Regions from separate parts of the Mus musculus genome. Here regions 1, 2, 3, 4 and 5 are each linked to region 6. A link is a contact called in public HiChIP or PLAC-seq and promoter capture Hi-C data. All regions are on one chromosome and are shown on one strand. Each heading gives the region's core, a stretch centred on a gene start, on an enhancer-like site or on the middle of the called end of the contact. The rest is flanking DNA. Distances are from core to core; before and after follow the strand shown. Region 1 overlaps Ptprs (protein tyrosine phosphatase, receptor type, S). Region 2 overlaps Kdm4b (lysine (K)-specific demethylase 4B). Region 3 holds the start of Ticam1 (toll-like receptor adaptor molecule 1). Region 4 overlaps Ptprs (protein tyrosine phosphatase, receptor type, S). Region 5 holds the start of Fem1a (fem 1 homolog a). Region 6 holds the start of Ndufa11 (NADH:ubiquinone oxidoreductase subunit A11).

Evidence for each region. Promoter capture Hi-C pulls out the DNA fragments that hold promoters and counts their contacts. HiChIP or PLAC-seq counts read pairs in DNA pulled down with a chosen protein or histone mark.
Region 1: an H3K4me3 HiChIP or PLAC-seq map of embryonic stem cells shows a contact between it and region 6, with 7 times the contacts expected there. The contact joins the enhancer-like site here to the promoter of Ndufa11 in region 6. A contact is called at or near these places in 2 of 39 promoter capture datasets (embryonic stem cells and hematopoietic stem and progenitor cells), 1 of 484 Hi-C or Micro-C datasets (embryonic stem cells), 9 of 115 datasets of contacts at active chromatin or transcription factors (bone marrow-derived macrophages, embryonic stem cells, epiblast stem cells and 1 more) and 3 of 9 other capture datasets (adipose tissue, liver and pancreatic islet).
Region 2: an H3K4me3 HiChIP or PLAC-seq map of bone marrow-derived macrophages shows a contact between it and region 6, with 2.6 times the contacts expected there. The contact joins the enhancer-like site here to the promoter of Ndufa11 in region 6. A contact is called at or near these places in 3 of 39 promoter capture datasets (liver and pre-B cells), 9 of 115 datasets of contacts at active chromatin or transcription factors (bone marrow-derived macrophages, embryonic stem cells, large pre-B cells and 3 more) and 1 of 9 other capture datasets (macrophages).
Region 3: a promoter capture Hi-C map of embryonic stem cells shows a contact between it and region 6, with 2.5 times the contacts expected there. The contact joins the promoter of Ticam1 here to the promoter of Ndufa11 in region 6. A contact is called at or near these places in 14 of 39 promoter capture datasets (the 3T3-L1 cell line, 3T3-L1-derived adipocytes, the C10 cell line and 10 more), 1 of 484 Hi-C or Micro-C datasets (B cells), 6 of 115 datasets of contacts at active chromatin or transcription factors (astrocytes, embryonic stem cells, pancreatic cancer cells and 2 more) and 2 of 9 other capture datasets (adipose tissue and liver).
Region 4: a contact with region 6 is called in an H3K4me3 HiChIP or PLAC-seq map of bone marrow-derived macrophages, with 2.2 times the contacts expected there. The contact joins the enhancer-like site here to the promoter of Ndufa11 in region 6. A contact is called at or near these places in 1 of 39 promoter capture datasets (hematopoietic stem and progenitor cells), 1 of 484 Hi-C or Micro-C datasets (embryonic stem cells), 2 of 115 datasets of contacts at active chromatin or transcription factors (bone marrow-derived macrophages and embryonic stem cells) and 2 of 9 other capture datasets (adipose tissue and embryonic stem cells).
Region 5: a CTCF HiChIP or PLAC-seq map of the NIH/3T3 cell line shows a contact between it and region 6, with 9 read pairs. The contact joins the promoter of Fem1a here to the promoter of Ndufa11 in region 6. A contact is called at or near these places in 3 of 39 promoter capture datasets (cranial neural crest, embryonic stem cells and pre-B cells), 1 of 15 datasets of contacts at CTCF or cohesin (the NIH/3T3 cell line), 5 of 484 Hi-C or Micro-C datasets (CD4 T cells, CD8 T cells, embryonic stem cells and 2 more), 8 of 115 datasets of contacts at active chromatin or transcription factors (astrocytes, bone marrow-derived macrophages, embryonic stem cells and 4 more) and 1 of 9 other capture datasets (adipose tissue).

Annotation. Positions count from the first base shown.
Region 1 is chr17:56,423,584-56,426,748 of GRCm38.p6, forward strand. Ptprs (protein tyrosine phosphatase, receptor type, S) reads right to left here. Exons shown (of 33, transcript NM_011218.2): 13 at 2,804-2,921; 14 at 1,744-2,343; 15 at 1,297-1,394; 16 at 442-695; 17 at 1-4. Among named protein-coding and RNA genes, the nearest start is that of Mir6977, 6.3 kb to the left of the region's middle. Within about 2 kb of position 1,613, at least 220 of the 459 cell types and tissues checked have an H3K27ac peak or open chromatin away from gene starts, as enhancers often do. A contact at or near this core is called in bone marrow-derived macrophages, embryonic stem cells and pancreatic islet, where this site is marked.
Region 2 is chr17:56,373,254-56,376,507 of GRCm38.p6, forward strand. It overlaps Kdm4b (lysine (K)-specific demethylase 4B), which reads left to right. Exons shown (of 23, transcript NM_172132.3): 8 at 2,601-2,738. It overlaps Gm32715 (a long non-coding RNA gene), which reads right to left. Exons shown (of 3, transcript XR_003952227.1): 3 at 2,930-3,254. Among named protein-coding and RNA genes, the nearest start is that of Gm32715, 14 kb to the right of the region's middle. Within about 2 kb of position 1,833, at least 14 of the 459 cell types and tissues checked have an H3K27ac peak or open chromatin away from gene starts, as enhancers often do. A contact at or near this core is called in bone marrow-derived macrophages, where this site is marked.
Region 3 is chr17:56,275,433-56,278,397 of GRCm38.p6, forward strand. It overlaps Ticam1 (toll-like receptor adaptor molecule 1), which reads right to left and starts at 1,335. Exons shown (of 2, transcript NM_174989.5): 1 at 1,262-1,335.
Region 4 is chr17:56,441,373-56,444,553 of GRCm38.p6, forward strand. All of the region lies in intron 6 of Ptprs (protein tyrosine phosphatase, receptor type, S), which reads right to left. Among named protein-coding and RNA genes, the nearest start is that of Mir6977, 24 kb to the left of the region's middle. Within about 2 kb of position 1,564, at least 15 of the 459 cell types and tissues checked have an H3K27ac peak or open chromatin away from gene starts, as enhancers often do. A contact at or near this core is called in bone marrow-derived macrophages, where this site is marked.
Region 5 is chr17:56,255,125-56,258,149 of GRCm38.p6, forward strand. Fem1a (fem 1 homolog a) reads left to right here and starts at 1,669. Exons shown (of 1, transcript NM_010192.4): 1 at 1,669-3,025. The coding sequence starts at 1,785.
Region 6 is chr17:56,716,469-56,719,477 of GRCm38.p6, forward strand. It overlaps Ndufa11 (NADH:ubiquinone oxidoreductase subunit A11), which reads left to right and starts at 1,294. Exons shown (of 4, transcript NM_027244.1): 1 at 1,294-1,474. The coding sequence starts at 1,372. Vmac (vimentin-type intermediate filament associated coiled-coil protein) reads right to left here and starts at 453. Exons shown (of 2, transcript NM_178926.3): 1 at 166-453. The coding sequence starts at 356.

The DNA of each region.
Region 1 (3,165 bases), core at 363-2,862, 290 kb before region 6:
GTTCCTGTGGGTAGAGTTTCAGTGACACCCGTGTCCCAATCCCAACCCCTTGCAGTAACACGCCTCTACGTCCCAGTTCTTAGCTATCTGCCTTCTGCCTACTTCATGGCGTGCCAGATCTCAGTGTCCTGTGCATCCCTCAAAGCCCACGTGATCTTACGCCCTTTCCCCGCCTCCCAGGAAGCCCCTTGAGGTCCTCACTGCAGACTCCTAGCTAGGCCTCCCCGCTAGCCTGAAGCACAGACCAGAATCTTTTCGGGGGCTAAAGGTCGCCCAGTGAAGGGTCAGGCTTTATGGGGACAGTCGCATGAGGCAGGTTCACGTGACCCTTATCTCAGTAAGTGTGCAAATGGGGTCACAGAAGGGATGTGTGGCTCGATGCAGTCACATAGTGGGTTGACAGCTACAGGGACAGGTATGGGGGGAGGGGGGTTAGCATACTGCACGGTCACAGGACTCTGGCCATCAGGCAGGTAGACCACGATGAAACCGTCATTGTCGGGCTTCGGGGCGACGCTAGGCTTGCCACTGAGCATGTTAAAGGCGGTCCTGGCAGTGACCGTCTGCTGCAGGCCCCCCAGGCTGCTGCCACGGTTGGTGAGCACGAAATTATAGAAGGTGTGTGGCTTGAGGTGTGTGATCAGCTTCTTGGTCGTGCGGCCGTCCACATCCAGGGTGAGCCCATTGTACTGAATCTGTAGGCAGAGCTGGCTCAGCAAGAAATGGGCCGGGGCCTAGCAACCCCAGCAGAGCTGCAACCTCAGGCTGCCTGTCCTGGACCAATCCTGACTGAGCCTCACTTCTGGATGAACCATCTGACTGAACCTAAACCCAAACTTAGCTCCTGAGTTCTAATTCAGTACAGAGCTGACTGAGCTCCAGTCCAAAAATAACCTTCAGGTCCAACTAAGCCTTGATCCCTGATTGACCTTCAAACATGGCAAAGCCCTGGAGTTAGGCTCAGGAACAACTGACTGTTCGAGGAGGTCCCTTAACTCTAGCTTCTGACCAAGACTGAACAACATACTAAATCCTGGCTTTGGCCAGAACCCCAGCTCTGAGTGCCAGTCCTGACTAGGCTTCAACTTGACTGAGCCTTGATCCCAGGTTCAGTAGCAACCCTGACAGACCCTGATCCAGCTGTGATTAATCGTAGACTGCGCCTCAATCTCAGACTAAACTGTGAAATCTAAGTATCATCGAATCCTGATCTGGGGTGGCCTTGACTGTGCCCAATCTCCCTCAGGCTCCCAGATTTTACCTCCCGCCCCGCCCCTTCCTCCACTGTTGTAGTACCTTGTAGGGTGTGGGTGAGTTATAGTTGTCGGGGAACTCCCAGCTCAGCAGCACTGAAGTCTTCATGATCATCTTCACCTTGAAGTTCTTTGGGGAGACTGAGGGCGGCGGCAAGCAGGGAGAGAGAGAAAGATGGCCCAGTAAGAACCGGGCGCTGGCTAAGGGGCGCGTGGGGCGGCCCCTGTTGTCCCTGTGGTCCGCTGTGCCCTCGGCCTTCCTGCCTGGCCCGGCCCTGCCTGCCCTGTCCCCAGTGCCTGCTGCTGCTGCTGCAGAGACGGCGCGGCTGCGGAGAAAAGCGGGAGGGGCGTAGCAATGGGCGTGGCCTCCAAGCCGCATCCCACCTGTGCCTGCCGACCGACCGACTGGAGCCTCGGGCGCCTGGGCTGAGTCTGGAGGCCGAGACTTACCTGTGGGGAGGGGCGGGCCGGGGCCCGGGGCGGCGCCTACCTGGGTCCCGCGCGAGCCTGTAGCGCAGCGGGGGTGAGAAGGGGCCCGGGCCGCGACGCGTGTGTGCGCGCACGCGTAACTCGTAGGCCGTCTCCGGCCGCAGCCCTCGCAGCGTGAGCGCTGTCTCGGCCCCCGGCTGGGCGGCCGCCGCCAGCTCCGTCTCGGTCGCGGGCCCAGGGGCGCCGGCCTCCCGCACGGACACCGTGTACTTGATGATGGCGCCGTTGCGCTCGGCGGGCACGGGTGGCAGCCAGCGCAGTAGCACGGAGCCCGCGGACACGTTGCCCGCGGCGCCCAAGATCTGCGGGAAGCCGCGCGGAGCGTCCTCGGGGATGCTCAGCGCTGCCGCGGCCTCCTCGCCCAACCCCGCGCGGCCCCGCGCTGCCAGCCGGAACACATAGGTGGCGCCCTTGTGTGCAGGCGCCGCGAACCGCCGCTCCCACGCAGCCAGCTCCAACGTGGCCGGGGCCGCGTCTTCGCGCCCAAACTGCAGGCGGTAGCCAAGCACCGGGTCCTCGGCCGCGTCCGCGGGGGGCTCCCAGCGCGCCAGCAGGCTGCCCTCGGGGGTCTGCTGCACCGACAGGGTGGGGCGGCCCAGCACTGTGGAGGGAGAAACAGCTGCCCTGCCACGTTTCTCCAAACCCCAAAGGCAGCCCCTCACTGAGGGATTTCTGCGCAGGGACCCACCCTTGACCACACTCCCAGTCCTTAAGGTCTAGTTTTTAAAGGTACATTTTAGGAAGGACTTCCTTTAAGCAAAGACTTGGATTCCCTGTGAGGCACATGGACCTATTTTGGGCTACCTTTAAGCTTGACTCCCACTTTGCAGCTGAGAGGAGACAGCCAAATGAGTATAGTGTCTGGTGAGAGGGAGTGACTTGGGCAGAGATGGATATCAGGGCCAGCAGTGCCTGGCCTCTGGAACCTCTGAAAAGGGCCCATGTCTTTCCTGTTTTGGGTCCACCTGGCTGGTGCGTCTTAAAACCACTCTGGCTTGAGAATCATGGGAAATGCTCTTGGCCTTGTGGAGCCAGAGGCTGTGCAGTGGATAGGTATCTACCTGCTCCCTTGGTCACCACCACCTTCGGTTTGCTGCGAGCGCCATCGCCTTTCATGGTATACGCGGCTACTGTGATAGAGTAAGCAGTCTCAGGCTGGAGGTTCGTTATCACCATTTCCTGTGGGTGGGATGGGTGGGCACGGTCAGCAATGGTGCCAGCCCTGCTCACCTTCTCCCCTAAGAAAGTCACAAGAGATGATGCCTCCAGTCCACAGGCAACATGCTGGTGAGCTCATGCACAGGCTGCAACATGCAGTGTCCACACTCCTGTCAGAAACACACAAGCTGGGCACACAGCCACCACCAGGTCCCCTGCTCCTATACCCAGGGCAATAGCCATCAGAGAGCATCCCGATCAGAAT
Region 2 (3,254 bases), core at 583-3,082, 340 kb before region 6:
TGAGAAGCACAGGTCCCACTGCCAGATGGCAGATCATCACTTGTGGAAGTGAGAAGTGTCTGCTTTGTAACTGGCTCATGGAGAATGTTTTCCAGGCTGGTGCTTCATGCACTAGGACCCCCATGGACAGAGTCACTGCCTGGTCCTTTCCTCCTAGTCAGTGTCTCAATAGTGCTGTAGATTGCACATATGGTACCCAGCCCCAAGGCAGCCGGCTTGCCTCCGGACTCAAAGAGGCTGCTGACATGAGAGCCACGCTCTCTACACTGTTGTGTTGGGTGTTCTGGCTGGCCAGCCCTAAAGGCTTGTGGGTGAAGGCCCTTGTCTGGCATCAGCTGCTTTGGGATGGGGCTAAGGACAGGCAAGAAATAAGCATGTCCTCCTGCAAATGAGGCGTGGATCCCTCATCAGAATTCCTGTCACCCTTCAGATGAGCAGCTGCACACTGCACTTGTGAGTCTGTAATGGTATTTACTTTTAGAAGGGAAAGCTGATCAATAGCTGGCTCGTTAATAATTAAGAGTGTGTATTTCTGTAATCTGCCATCGACTTCCTCATCTGTCCCTCTTGAAGCGTCTCCAGCTTTCTCCCTGGCTGGCCCTGGCCCTGGCCACTGTGGCTCTGCCGCACAGCCATCCGTCATCTGACGCTTCCTAATTTATCCCTGGGCTCTGTTGACGGCAGTGAGGGGAAAGCAGCTACAGCGGCTTAGCAGAGACTGGGGCACAGTGGCTGTGACAGGAGCACGGTTCTTTTGCCACCCTGAGCAAGACTTTGTCTTGTCTGTTGTGTGGCCATGCCTACATCATCACTGCTGGCCCCAGTGTGTGTGGTGTGCTGCACCCCAGAAGGCCAAGTGTGCTGGCTCCTGGCATGTGCTGCACCATGAATGCTGGGTGGCATGGAGAGGACAGCACTGAGCTGCTATCACCGCCACTGTCCACAGAGACAGTGTTAAAGCTCCAGGCCTTCCTTTCCTTTGCAGTGCTATGACTGCCAGGACCCGGGGACACACTTGTGTCACACTTCACCACCCTGCATCCCACCAGCCTTCATAAGCAACTGTCACTTGGGTAGGAATTTAAAACATAATGCTGCTGTCACTGACTTTCCATGATTGGTGCAATTAATTATGTGAAAAGAAAAATACTGGCACATTCTCCGGGGCATGCTGTGCTGCAGGCCATGTTGGTTTTAGTGGATTTTTGACGAATGGCTGATGTACCCCGCACACCTTGGCATCCATTCTTCCTCTCCAGTGTCACTAAGAGAAATCCAATGACATGGGCCAGGTGGCCTGTGGGGAACACACAGCCCAGCCACCCAGAATAAGGTGTTGAGAGGAAGGGTGGAGATCATTGTGACTTAGAGTGCTAAGAGAGAGAAGACCCTCTCAATACCGTTTATGTCATAGTGACTCACTATGACAGGCACATAGGAATGCCATCCATCTGTAAAGGCTCAGAAGCCTTGGGCCAGTGAATCTCCTATGTGCTTGAGAAGCCAGCACCAGAGCCCATGTTTTAAGAAGCCAGGGTGACCAGGGTCACAGAATGAGCCAGGCTGAGGGCCAGGGCCTCCTTGGGGTTCTGGAACCTTCCTCCTTGGTTGGTGTGGGCCAAGCTCAGAACCACAGACACTTGTCTTTAAGCCTTCCAGACTTCTCAGTAGACAGTAGGATCCAGCAGCCTCGGAGGACACCCTGTTCCTCATGAGATCTCAGTTGTCATTACAGATGGGACTCCATCCCTCCCCTTGGGAGCATGTGTCTGGAGCTGTTCCAGAGTGTTCTTGGAGGTGTCAGTGCTGTCCCCAGCACAAAGGGCTGTGTCTGTACTTCCTCATATGACAGTAGTGTCATCAGGGCAACTCTGCACAAGAGGACACTGCTTGCATGTATTCTGGCCTGGACTCTGAGGGTTGGCTTTAGCAGCCAGTGGCCCAGGGCCACACTGGGTGGATGACTGTCCCCTTTAGCTGGGTGAGATGGCATGGTGCAGAGTGTAGGCATGCTTTCTGCCCTGTGTCCTCTGGTGCTTAGTGCTGGAACCAAGTCTTCTCATGTAGTCCAGGCTAGTCTCAATTCATGATTCTCCTGCCTTAGCTACCAAGGGCTAACATGACTGCTCCTCCACAGCATCTTTGGCCCATGCTTACTTGTTTTTTGAAGACAGGGTTTCACTGTGTAGACCAAACTAGCCTGAAACTAACTCAGAGAGGCCTCCGAGTGCTGGGATTAAAGACATGTAACAGCATGTCTAGCTCTTCCTTTTTAAAAAACTGCTTATGTATTTATATGGGTGTGAGTACTACAGCATGCATGCTGAGGTCAGAGGATAGCTGCCAGAAGTCAGGTATAAGTTCTGTCCTGGGACCTGGGGATTGAACCCAGGTTGTCAGGCTTGGCAGCAAATGCTTTTAGTGTTGATCAGTCTCACCAGCCCTCACCCACATTCATTTTGAACCTGGCAGGATCTCACAGGCTTCTGAGCTACCCTGTGGCCCTACTAAACCCACCAGGTCATGAAAGGGCTTCAGCTGCTATGGGCATCCTTAGGTCCACATCCATCACCCGCTTAGTTCATCACTCTCTTCCATAGATTACACAGGAAGCTGGGGAGTTCATGATCACGTTCCCCTATGGTTACCATGCGGGCTTCAACCATGGCTTTAACTGCGCTGAGTCCACTAACTTCGCCACACTGCGCTGGATCGACTATGGCAAAGTGGCCACACAGGTAGGTGCAACAGTCACCTCAGGTTCAGTGGATGGATGGGTAGGAACAGTCTTGCACCTGAGTGCACCCCACCTGCTGGTGGTACTCAAAAAGGTGGGCATTTGGTGGTTCTGTCTTTAAGGAGCCCCATCTTTGGTTTTTCTTTTCTTAGTGATCTCAGGGGGGGACAGTCTCTCCCTGGTAGGGCTGCTCAGGGGAGCTGGCCTTTGTTGTTGAGCCAAGTTATTTACTAGTTCCATTTCAGTTTTTGAGACATCAAGCATGAACTTGCCTGATCCTGCCTTGGCCTTCCTAATGATGGGCCCACAGGATGGCCATGCCCAGGCCTGGGTCACCATTTACCTTTTTATTAGTGTTGCTACTACTCATGTGTATTCATGTGCACCTGTGTGCACATGTAACCCACATGTCATCTTCCTATGTGAGGCATGGTCTCCTGCCTATGGCTTCTGGGGTGCCCCATCAGCCTCCCATCTCACTTCCATTCACGACTAGCACACCCACCTTTATGTGGGT
Region 3 (2,965 bases), core at 85-2,584, 440 kb before region 6:
GGATTCTTGAACCCAAGAGATCAGGGTCCACTTAGGTAAGTTCCAGGTCAGCCTGGTCAGCATAGTGATACACCCTGTCTTAAGATACAAATAACACAGCTGGGCGTGGTGGCGCACGCCTTTAATCCCAGTACTCAGGAGGCAGAGGCAGGTAGATTTCTGAGTTCAAGGCTAGCCTGGTCTACAAAGTGAGTTCCAGGACAGCCAGGGCTACACAGAGAAACCCTGCCTCAAAAACCAAAAAAAAAAAAAAAAAAAAAAAAAGATACAAATAACACAAATGACACAAAAATAAAGGTAGTTATTTTTAAGAGAGAGGGAAGAGGAAAGGGGAGAGTAAGGAGAGAGAGAGAAAGAAGGAGGGAAGGAGAAGGGGAGGGGGAGGGGAGAGTTAGGAAGAGGGAGGAGATGTGCTCAGTGGGTAAAGCACTCATCCAGCATGCCAGTCTGGCAATGGTGGCTCAGGCCTTTAATCCTAGCACTTGGGAGGCAGAGGCAGGTGGATTTCGAGTTCAAGGCCAGCCTGGTCTACAGAGTGAGTTCCAGGACAGCCAGGGCTACACAGAGAAACCCTGTCTCAAAAAAAAAAAAAAAAAAAAAAGCATCCAGCATGCCTAAGAGACTGTGTGATATCCCCAGAACAGCAGAAACCAGGATGGGTGGATGGTGAGTGGATGGGGTAAATAGGCCTCTTTCTTTCTTCCCTGGCCTTCTCTCCCTGGCAGAACTTAGTCTCTGGCACAGGGGGGCCCTCCTCCAGGCTCTGCTGACTGTCAGCTCTGGAACTCAGGGACTTTGTACTGCCAGGGTGACCTTGCATGTATCCAGGGGCCGGAAATAGTTGACTGTAGAAGGTGCAGCAAGCCAGTCCCCACAGGTAGTAGTAGATGGTGTCTGTGTTAGTCTGGGGCAGGAATTTTGACAGGGAACATTGAGGTAGAGAAAGCAGATCTGATCAGGAAATAGCGACAACGGGAGGGATTGAGGGTGGAGAGGGTTGAGGATTCGCTGTTGGGGCTGGAGAAGACCTGGGACTTAGAAGATCTAGCCATGGAGGTTGGGGGGGGGGGGGGGTAACTAGGAACTGAGCGAGCACCCAGGGTCACAGGGCTGGTTTGGGAGTTAGGAGTTGGATTGCGGATCTGAGTATCCATGGGAAAGAACTTGAGGAACCTGGCAGCCTGCAGGTGGCCGGCCCAGCATCTATTCCCGACCCTATGCCCGCCGGCCCGCCGTCCTGTTCCCTCTGCCTTCATCCTACCTGGCTGTAGGGGTCTTGAGCTGGTAGATCTCCCGGTCCCTGGTGGCTGCTGGAGGAGGAGGAGAGAGAAGGGAGGAGGGAGCGTTCGGTTCCGCCCCTTCCTCCCTTCCGGGTCTGGGGGGGGGGGTAGGGGGGGGATGAAGTCAGCGTGTAATCTTATCTAGCTGAGCCAAGCCCTGCCCTCCCGCCCAGTGTCCTGGCGCCACGTGGAACTAGGCAGGACTTGTACTTTGTGAGGCCAGAGCTGGGGAAAGGAAGAAGGAACCCTCCGCCCACAGAGAACTTTAAGCTGTTAGCCAAAGAGCTCAGCTAGTGACATACTCTGGGGATTCGCAAAGCACCATGTGGCTAAGTGCACTGGGAACCTGATGACTCACACTTGTCAGTCCAGCATCACACAGAAAACTAAAGCAGAGAGATTGCCCAGAGTTCCAAGGAAGCCTGACCCACAGAGTGAGACCTCCATCTCAAAAATAAGTTCATACAAGATAAGTAAACAGAAGTGCTGGAGGCCACAAGGTTTTATACAACTGTTAGGTTGTAAATATTTTTAATTCTTTACTTGATTTTACTTGGTGTTGTGTGTATGTATGTGCATGCAGGCATGTATGAATGTAGGTCAAAGAACCGCAAGTACCATTACTTGCTGAGCCGTCACAGAGACACAACACAAAGATTTGTCGGAGATTTCTGGGTATTTACTTTTGAGAAACGGTCTGTGTATGCATACTGGGACTTGGGGCTATCCTCCTAGCTCAGCTAGATGGTGAGATTACAGGCATACTTTAAAGCTTTATTTATTTATTTTACGTATGAGTACACTCTGGCTCTCTTCAGATACACCAGAAGAGGGCATCAGATCTCATTACAGTCGGTTGTGAGCCACATCTGATGGATGTGGTTGCTAGGGGTTGAACTCGGGGACCTCTGGAAGAGTAGCCAGTGCTCTTAGCCACTGAGCCATCTCTCCAGCCCTATGGCATGTTTTAAAACTGATAAAACTAAATTGTGAAAACAGAAAAGCAGCAGTTCCCAGAGGACTATGACTGGAAGATGAGGTGCACAAAGGAGAACCACCCCACCCTCTTGCTGGGGAGTCTAGGCAGGAGTATCTGCCTCATGCCACTGAACTCAATCTCTCCCAGACTCTGGACACTCATCTCCCCAAAGCAGGTAGCAGACGGACTTCTCCACATTTTCATGCTTACATATGCACACGTATTTGTGTAAGTTGGAGGTTGACATCAAGTGTTTGCTCTTGGTCACATCTTTAGGAGACAGTTTCCTGAGTCCAGCCATCTCAGAAACAAGTTCTATCTTGCTGGCAGGGTCAAGACTGAGTTCATGTTCCCAGGCCCCAGAATACAACTCCTATCCTGCTTCTTAGATCTTTCATGTTTGTCTGTTAGCCAGTGAAGGCTGTAAGGAAGGAAGATGCTGTTCTCCAGTTATCCAAACTAAAGCACACAAGTCGTTAGTGTGTCCCTGCCTTGATTTAACTGACTACTGCGGCTCACCCACTCCTTTGGTCCTTCACCACACTAGATTCCAGGTCAGAGTCCAGGAGGGGACTAGGCTGTAAAAGCTGACTCAAGGACCCTGAAACCAGGTGACCCAGATAAGACCTAGTCACCAGTGTTAAGTCCTTGTTTAACCCTTTGTGTCAAGATATGATTGGTCAGTACCCAGGTCCCCTTCGCTTTG
Region 4 (3,181 bases), core at 314-2,813, 270 kb before region 6:
ATGTCAGCTCCCATCAGCTGCAAAGGTGTCTGGGGCATCCAAGAAATGTTGCCCACTGGCCTTCAGGGCTCTTTGTTGGTTTCTGTGTCCTGTGGGAAGTGGGCTGGTTTGCCAGAGTATGCAGGGGAGGGTGCTGCAGGCAGGAGGTGGCTGTCATCTCCTCCCAGCCAGTGGGCGTGACGGCTGATGCTGTGTTCTGCCCACTTCTGGGCAGTCGCCCACCCGCTTTGTTCCTCCACCCCTTGGCTGCAGGCTTGAGGTGCACATTAGGAAATAAGGTGGGCGCAGAGCCCACAGGATGGACAGGCCCCGAGGGACCCCCGCCCCAAATTACCGACCTGAAAGGAGGGTCCAGGCGGGTTATAAGGGGCAACACCAGCCTTGGTCCTCGGCACGCTCCAGCTGGCTCTGGTCCCCAGCTCTTCTGGTCACCGAGTAGCCGGGGAGGGTCCCAGCAGGGGGAACCCAAGTGGGTGAGTGGGGTCAGGAGGGTTGGGTGGCAGGGGTGGGGGATGGTGGTGGCAGGTTAGGAGGGGATGGTCGCTTCAAACCCCGATTCACATGGCCAAAAAAAAAAAAAAAACCAAAAAAATCAAACCAACTGAAAAAGCATCAGAACTAGGAGACAGCCCCTCCCCCAAGCAGGAAGAGGCAGAAACCAAAACTTCAATGTGGGGGTTTAAGGGTGAGGGGTAGGTAGGGAGGGCAGGAGGGGTGAGTGGGGAAAAAACTCAAAATGTGAGGTGGCCTGGTTGAAGCGCTAGGTAAAGGGTCCCAACAGTGTTGCACAACTAAGGATCAAGCAAGCCGCAGATGGGGGGCGGGACTCTGCTGGGCATTTTGGAGTGAGAGAAAAATGTGGCTGGTTCTCTAAACTCCAAAATGAGTATGTAGATGCGAGCTGGGGTGGGGATGTGCCAAGGACTTGTGCAGCCTCTGGGGTGGGAGTTGAGTAAGGTTTTTAGATTACACCTGTCACAGGGGGCAGGCAGAGGCCCAAGCTCAAAGCCTATTCCCCCGTCCCTTCCCCTCCCGCCTGCCTCCAGTTCCACCCCTGGCTCCCTTGGCCAGGAAGCTGCCATATGAAGGCCCAGAGGGCCCCAAGCCCTGGCCGGGGCAGCTAAGCAAGTGGTCTTGGCAGGCTGTTGGGTCTGTAGCCCACAGTCATTTCCCAGCATTCCATGTGTCTGTGAGGGGGAGCCCTGTCTCCCTCTTTGATTCCCCTTACCTTCTTGCCAATTTGTTTTCCCCACCCCCATCCGACACTGTGGCCATGGGAGACTGTGGCTTCTCCCAAGGACCAGGTGTAATCTAATGTCCTGACCGACCCGGCCCACAAGGGACACAGATGCAGAGGGTGAGGCAGGCAGCAGGCGACATGTCAGTCAGTGCTCAGTGTTCCTGTGGGATGCCCTCCCCACTTCCACCAGACCCCACTGGAGTCTCCCCGCCCTGAGACCCTCTCCTTCAGTACAGGACAGGGTGATGGGGAGTTCGTGTTCTGTCAAGGGCACAGCCAATGGGAAGGGGAGCTGAGCAACAGATCCCACAGAGCATCTGGGGAAGTGAGAGCAGTTCCAGGCTCCAGATCTCTCACAGTTCCCATTCTGGGGACATGAGAATGGGGGACCTATAAGTCAGGTGACAAATTCCAGGATTTGGGTACAGAAATGTCACTGAAGGCCAACCTATCTGTCCAGGCGACAGGAGCAGGTCAGCCTCTGAGGGTCTGAGAGCATGCTGAGCTCAGAAATCATGTAGGGACTGGGGGTCTCCTCGGCCTCGCTGGCTGTACAGGGTAATAGGAAGCCAGCATTAGAGGCTCAGATCCCCGACACCGCAACGCTGGTGCAGGTTAACCTGCAAACCTCTTAAAAGGCTTGTAGCTTTAAACTACTGACGAGGAAAAATGTGAAGAGCCTTCAATGACATCATCTGGCTGTCTCCTGGCACCGGCTTCCCTCAGGAAATCCCAGACAGGGGCAGAATGTACATTTAAAAACAACCTTCTATCAGGCTCTGAGTCCCCAAAGGTCAAGGGTAGTGCAGCTCTTGGGGCTTCCTCAAAAGCTGAGCCTGCTAGTTGGGGGGGCAGCCGGGGCTGTCTGTCTGTCTGTCTGTTTCTAGGGCTGCTGACTTTGCAGTGAGGGAGTTTCCATGTCACTGTAGATCTCACAGGCCTGCTCGCCTGGTGGGTTCTTGTGTGCCAAGGGGGCCTTAGCGCTCCAGGGTGCCCTCATCTGCCTCTCTTGGGCCCCAGGACTTCCTCAGCAAAAACCACAAGGGGGAAAATGACATCACTGGCCCCAGAGGAGCCACCTGTCTCCAGAGGATAGGCCTCAGAAAAACACCAATAAAGAACAAATGATCCAGGCGGGCTCGCAGATTCACTTCTGCACTGTGGTGCTCTCTGAGCCAGCTCCCACCGGCTGCAGCCCCCACAGGCCATTTTATTTTTATGTGGTTCTGGATCTGAACTCAGGGCTAAGAGTATGCTTAGCAAGTCTCACCACTGTCCCTTAGACTGCCACATTTAAACAGAGGACACTGGAGACACCCGGCCACCTAAGGCTAGAGGCCCCTTTCTTCCTCCCTTTTCAATTCATGTGGGTGCCCAGGATCATCTTTGTCCCGGGTGTGTGATGCTGTCAACTTCACAGTTCACTTGAGGACTGAGAGCTCGTAAGAGGTCAAATGAGAAGCCCAAGTTCACACACCTGGAAATCAGTACCTGCCAAGGTTGAGTGTGTGCCCCAGGCCTGGACAGGAGTGATCTCCAAGGTTAGGTGGTCCGTGAGCATTCCCTGTCCCCAGCACCTGCTTTGCGGAGGGACCTGGGAGTCTGCCTGTGGCTCAGGCTGGCAACTTCTATACCAACTGAGAGCAGAGGCAACAGTATCCCTTCCTGGTGCATCTAGAGAACTTTCCTGATCAGGCTCTGGGTTTAATAACTGGGAAGGTACAGAGGAGGCTGTGGGTGGGTGACCTGCCTAGGGGAGCTTGGCTCTCAGTTATCCCCTGGAGCAGTGAGGTGCAGCGCAGACTGGGAATTAAAGGGGTTTCCATTCTTTAAGGTGGATAGGGCAGATGGTGGATGTGTGAATCTCAGGAGAGAGAGAGAGAGAGAGAGAGAGAGAGAGAGAGAGAGAGAGAGAGAGAGAGAGAGAGACACACAGAAAGA
Region 5 (3,025 bases), core at 419-2,918, 460 kb before region 6:
TCACTGCAGGCCTGAGGGAGTACAGAAAGACAAATCATATTGAAAACAAAGAAAAACAACTAGTGAGGTGGTTAGGCAAGCAAAGGTGCTTGCTGCCAAATCTGATGACCTGAGTTTGAGCCCCAGGACGCACACACGGTGGAAGAGGATGACTCCCAAGGGTTGTCCTCAGATCTCTGTGCCTGTGCTGCGGTGTGTGTGTGCACACACAATAATACAAATTTAAACTACATTTATTTTTCTTATTCTCTGTGTGTGTCCATGTGCTACAGAACATGTATGGATGTCAGAGGACAGCCCTTGGGAATCAGTTTTCATCTTCCATCACGAGGGTCCCGGGAATTGACATCAACCGGAGCTACATGAAATCCTACCTCAAACTGATCTTTAAAAAGACCTTGAGGAACTGGAGCAGTGGTTCAGCTGTGACTCTCAACCATAGGGATGCGCACACCACCAGTAACTCCAGCGGCAAAGATCCCGACGCCCTCTGCTGGCCTTGGCGGATGGAGGGAAAGCATGTGGCCTTTAAATTTTTTATTTATTTAATTTTATTTTATGTGCATTAGTGTAAGATCCCTTGAACTGGAATTACAGACCAGTTGGGAGCTACCATGTGGGTGCTGGGAATTGAACCAGAGTCCTTTGGATAAGTAGTCAGTGCTCTTGACCACTGAGCCATCTCTCTAGCCCCGCATGTGGCTCCTTAAAAAAAGAAGAAAGAAAGAAAAAGAAAAGCTAACGTGAAAATCGAGACTGCCTAACATTTCTGCAAATAGCTAAAGGCGAGTTGGGGTGCGCTGCCAGCTCAAGATCTTACACTCGGCGCGCGCCCCCTGCTGGTCAGCAAGCCTTTCGTAGAAGCCCTTCGCCTTCCACCTCGCTCCGGATTGGCTGGGAGTTGCCTTTGTTGCCCGCTGGGAAATGTAGTCCGCAAAGGAGGCGGAGGCCCATTCATTTCCTGCCTGCGCGACCTCGAAAACCGGAAGTACAGCACCACGCTACCCTGGGTCGTCCGCAAGGGCCGCCGAGCCTTGCCCGATACGAAGGGAGGCTTTTTATTTACATTTCGTCTCGCGGGTGCCCCACGGCGCTGTGGGAAGCGAATTCCTTTTTCCCCCACTTCATGTTTTCCTGTGGATTCTGACATGAATGACAGAATGCACATTATCACCTGGCCAAGCTGCTCAGAGCCCCTCAAAACATGGTGTATTTCCATGATGGGAACTGTAGTCTTTCAATGGTACCTCGCCCAGTATTCTTCGAGCTAAAGCTCGGACTTCTTGCCCTGTCTAGAGTCTGTGTCAGTGACAGTAACCGGAAGTATGTCATCAAATACTCAGGGTCACATACAACTTTATAGACTTGCATGGTAGGAATTGAAAACTGAGACCCTTTTGAGAGACGTCCTTTTGGGAACTGAGTGAGAACATGCTGCCGGCAATCTCCGCCTTAGAGTCAATACCAGGAAGTATGTCACCACATTTCCCAAGGATCGCACTAACCATTGGCCTTGCTTGGCGGAAATTGCCGTCCTGTCACCGGTTCCCCCCTATCCCTTTCGGGAAATGTAGTTTTTTCGCTTTTCTGATTCCAGTATCATTCGGCGGGCGATCGCTCATAGGACTCCATTTCCCAGCATGCCTGTGCACACTCTGTCCTCGCCCCTTCGCGGCGGCCATTTTATTCCTCCCGGAGACCCGCTAAGATGACAGCCCGGGAGAAGGTGAAGGTTGTCTCTGGCGACCGGCGGCCCGGCTAGATCCAGCAGCGAGGCTTCCAGCATGGATCTGCACACAGCGGTGTACAATGCGGCGCACGACGGCAAGCTGCCGCTGCTGCAGAAGCTGCTGGCCGGCCGTGGGCGTGAGGAGCTGGAGGAGCTGCTGGGTGAGGTGGCCGGCGGTGGCACGCCACTGCTAATCGCAGCGCGCCGTGGACACCTAGACGTGGTGGAGTATCTGGTGGACCACTGCGGCGCCAGCGTGGAGGCGAGCGGCTCCGTGCACTTCGATGGCGAGACCATCGAGGGCGCGCCGCCGCTCTGGGCAGCGTCGGCCGCGGGTCACCTGGCCGTGGTGCGTAGCCTTCTGCGCCGAGGCGCCTCGGTCAACCGCACCACGCGCACCAACTCCACGCCGCTGCGCGCCGCCTGCTTCGACGGCCACCTGGACGTGGTACGCTACCTGGTGGGCGAGCACAAGGCGGACCTGGAGGTGGCCAATCGCCACGGCCACACGTGCCTTATGATCTCCTGCTACAAGGGCCACCGCGAGATCGCGCGCTACCTGCTGGAGCGCGGCGCACAGGTGAACCGGCGCAGCGCCAAGGGCAACACCGCCCTGCACGACTGTGCAGAATCTGGCAGCCTGGAGATCCTACAGCTGCTGCTGGGCTGCCACGCGCGCATGGAGCGCGACGGCTATGGCATGACCCCGCTGCTGGCCGCCAGCGTCACCGGGCACACCAACATCGTGGAGTACCTCATCCAGGAACAGCCGGGCCACGAGCAGCTCTCAGGGACAGAGCTTCCCGGGGAAGGCTCCTCCCAGGTGGCAGGAAACCACTGCTCCACCCCAGAAGAAGCAGAACCGTATGAGAGCTGCTGCCCTACCAGCCGGGAAGCAGCTGTGGAAGCTTTGGAGCTGCTGGGTGCCACCTACGTGGATAAGAAAAGGGATCTGCTTGGAGCCCTGAAGCACTGGAGAAGGGCGATGGAACTCCGTCACCAGGGTGGAGGCTACCTCCCTAAGCCGGAGCCCCAGCAACTGGTTCTGGCCTATGACTATTCCAGGGAGGTGACTACACCCCAAGAGTTGGAAGCCCTCATTACAGATCCTGATGAAATGCGGATGCAGGCGCTGCTGATACGGGAGAGAATCTTGGGCCCCTCACATCCTGACACTTCATACTACATACGGTACCGGGGTGCTGTCTATGCGGACTCCGGGAATTTCGAGCGCTGTATCCGTCTGTGGAAGTATGCCTTGGACATGCAACAAAACAACTTGGAGCCCCTGAGCCC
Region 6 (3,009 bases), core at 44-2,543:
GTCCCCATGTAGTCGAGGATGGCCCGAACTCCTGATCCTCCAGTCTCAGCCCTCCTAGTGCTGTGATGCCGGGCATTTAGTGCTCCGGAAATTTTTGCTCTCGGTTCCCAGCCCTTTCCACCCGCCTCCTTTGGGATGTCCGCCGGGCCTCCTCCAGGGCCTCACCGGTCCTTGGCGCGACCCAGCTCATCCAGGGCGGCGCGCAGGTGCTGGTCGTGGCAGGCCAGGCGCTCGGCCTGCGCACCAATCGTGCGCTCAGCCGCCAGCAGCCGCCTCTCCAGCTCCGCTGCGCGTCGGTGCACGGCGGCCAGGTGCGCGTTCGCCTCCCGGATCTGCAGAGGTGGCGGCGCAGACATGGCCCCCGGCTGCCGTGCAGGCCCCACCCCGCCCTGTCGGGTCACGCCCACAACGCAAGAAGCCCCGCCCCTGAGCCCGACCCCCACCCCCCACCCCCTCCCTCACATGCAGCTGCCAGGCTGCCGCTGCATTAATTTAAACCTTCTCAAGAGGCCCCGCCCAACTTCGAAGTGACGTCAAGAAAGACACGCCCCCCGGAGGAAGGCGTGTGCTTCCTCTTGGGCTCTCACTATTGGCCACGTTTCTACCAGGGGCAGGACTAAGTGCGGCCACGCCCCGTAGCCAATGTTCACGTCCCTTTCAGGACCAGCTCCTGAGTGTGGCTGTGCCTGCGAGTGCAGCGAGGACTTAAAACCAAAGCAGAGTGGGCCTGGTCTCCGTCAATTATAATCCTCACGCTAAATCCTCACGATTGGTCCCCTTGCCCCCAGCCTGGCCACGCCCCCAAATAGTTACACGCGGTCCTGATTGAGATGGGCATGAAACCACACCCCTACACAGTCCGGATCCCTGACGAGCCAACCGCTTTTGCGCTGTGTCCCGCCGCGTCCGTGCAGCTCCGGCTAACTAGGGTATCACTAGCCTCGCGCTGTAATATCTGCCCTGCGATTGTCCTACCTTCTGTTAGTTTCGATCGCTGACCTGCCTGACAGTGTAATGGCTGTCCTGCGACCTGTCAATCCCATCCTTGGATGCACTATCAACATTCTCCGTACTAGAAACCTCGTCTTCGCTAGGGCTGGAGGCGTTTTTCTTCATGGCCTCAGTTTACCTTTCCTGACGTCACGGGCGTCTCTGTCCAGATTCACTTGTGGACCGAGCACGACACAGATCTTGCTACGGGATTAATAAGACCTCGGTACAAACCTGCACTGCGCGCATGCGCGCACGCCTTGTCTGCGTCCAAGGCGTTCAATAAAGTTGCGCGCTGGAAACCTCGCGAGAGTTGACCTAGCCGGCTACCCTTGAGTTCGCCCAGACGCTTTAGGGTCGGCCGAGCAAGCCCAGCTAGGTATGGCGATGGTGAAGCGGTTCTTTGAATCTTACCATGAGGTCCCCGACGGCACCCAGTGTCATCGCAAGACCTACATCACCACGGCCTTAGGCGGCATTTGCGGTGAGCGCGGGCCGGTGGGCGGGCGGAGGGCGGAGGTCTGGAAGCAAAGGTCAGAGGGCGCGCGGAGGTCCCTGGGGCGCCGGGGCGCAATGGCTGTAAAGGCGGAAGAGGTTGAGACTTTTGAGGGGCGTAGACTCGTCAGTGCCTAGGGGCTTCAGAGGTCGTAGGTCAATATCAGGGAGCAAAAGCTGGAGAAAATGTGAAGGTCATTTCAGCGTCGTCAGGAGTTTTTAGGGTTAAGGGGTGATCGGGTCATCGGAGTTTTTGAAGACAAGTTCTAGGGTTGCCTTGGCAAGACTGCAAACCCTCTGTGTAGCGGAGGATGGCCTTGAGGTCTTGATTCTCCTGTCTCCAGTCTGGCCTGCATGATCCTCCTGCCTCAGCTGCCCGAGTGCTGGGATGACAGGGCTACACCCCAATCTAGCCTCTGGAAGATGTTTTTGTTATTTTTGTTTTGTTTTGTTTTGTTTCTATTTTCCGCCACCACGGAACCTATTAATTTGCTCTTATTTTTAAATGATTTAAAGTGATTTAGTTTTGTCTTACGCTCATTGGTGTGTTACCTGTATGTCTTGTGTGTCCGATTCTCTGGAATTGGAGCTGCAGACAGTTGTGAGGTGCCCGTGTGGGGCCTGAGAGTTGAACCCAGGTAATGTGGAAGGGCTGTTCTATTTCTCCAGGACTGAGAGAGAGCCATCTCTCCAGCATGATTTACTATTATTTTGGACATGATCTCCCTATGTAACCCAGGCTGGCTTGGGATTCAAAGAAAGTGTCCCGCCTCTGCCTCCTGAATTCCCAGATTAAAAGTATGCATCATCATGAGGACCTGATTCTGGAAGATTCCAAATAGGGCACACTTGTTTGGAAGGTCAGATGTCCTTTTAAGGCTGTCATGGGGTTACCTTTGGCATTTGAGACTCTTAAGGTGCCCCCTCATGCCTAGTTCATTCACTCACTTATGCTATCCCTCAAGGCCTCATTCAGTCATATATTTCTGGTGTGTCCACAGGCCTCACATTCATGAGTTTACCCAAGGCTTTGCTCCCACAAAGCAGGTGTTGTAGGGTCAGGTGATTGGGGGATTTTAAAACAGACAGAACAAGCCTAGTCGTGGTGGTGCATGCCTTTGAGCCCAGAACTTGGGGGGCAAGGCAGGCAGATCTCTGTGAGGGAGGCCATGGAGAGAACATGGGTGTTGATCCAGAGGAGGACTGTGTGCACTCTTGGTGTCTGGCTGGAGTCTGTCTTGGGTAGATGTGGAGAGTAGGCAGGCCCTTGCCAGAGGTGCCATGTCAGAGCTACTGAGGGAGGAAGTGGACAATTATGTCAGCTTTGAAAATTCTTCCCTGTGTCCTAACTCCTTTGTTCCCAAGCTCCCTGCTTGGCTCCCCTAAGGGGGATATTGCAGAAAGGCAGTGACCCTGCCTTCCCAGCAGGATCTAGCAACTTGGAGGCGTGGTGGAACTCACAATTGAATGAGGGAGGTCTTTGGGGCCTCAGTGGAAGGATGGATGAATAAATGAACGTGGCTT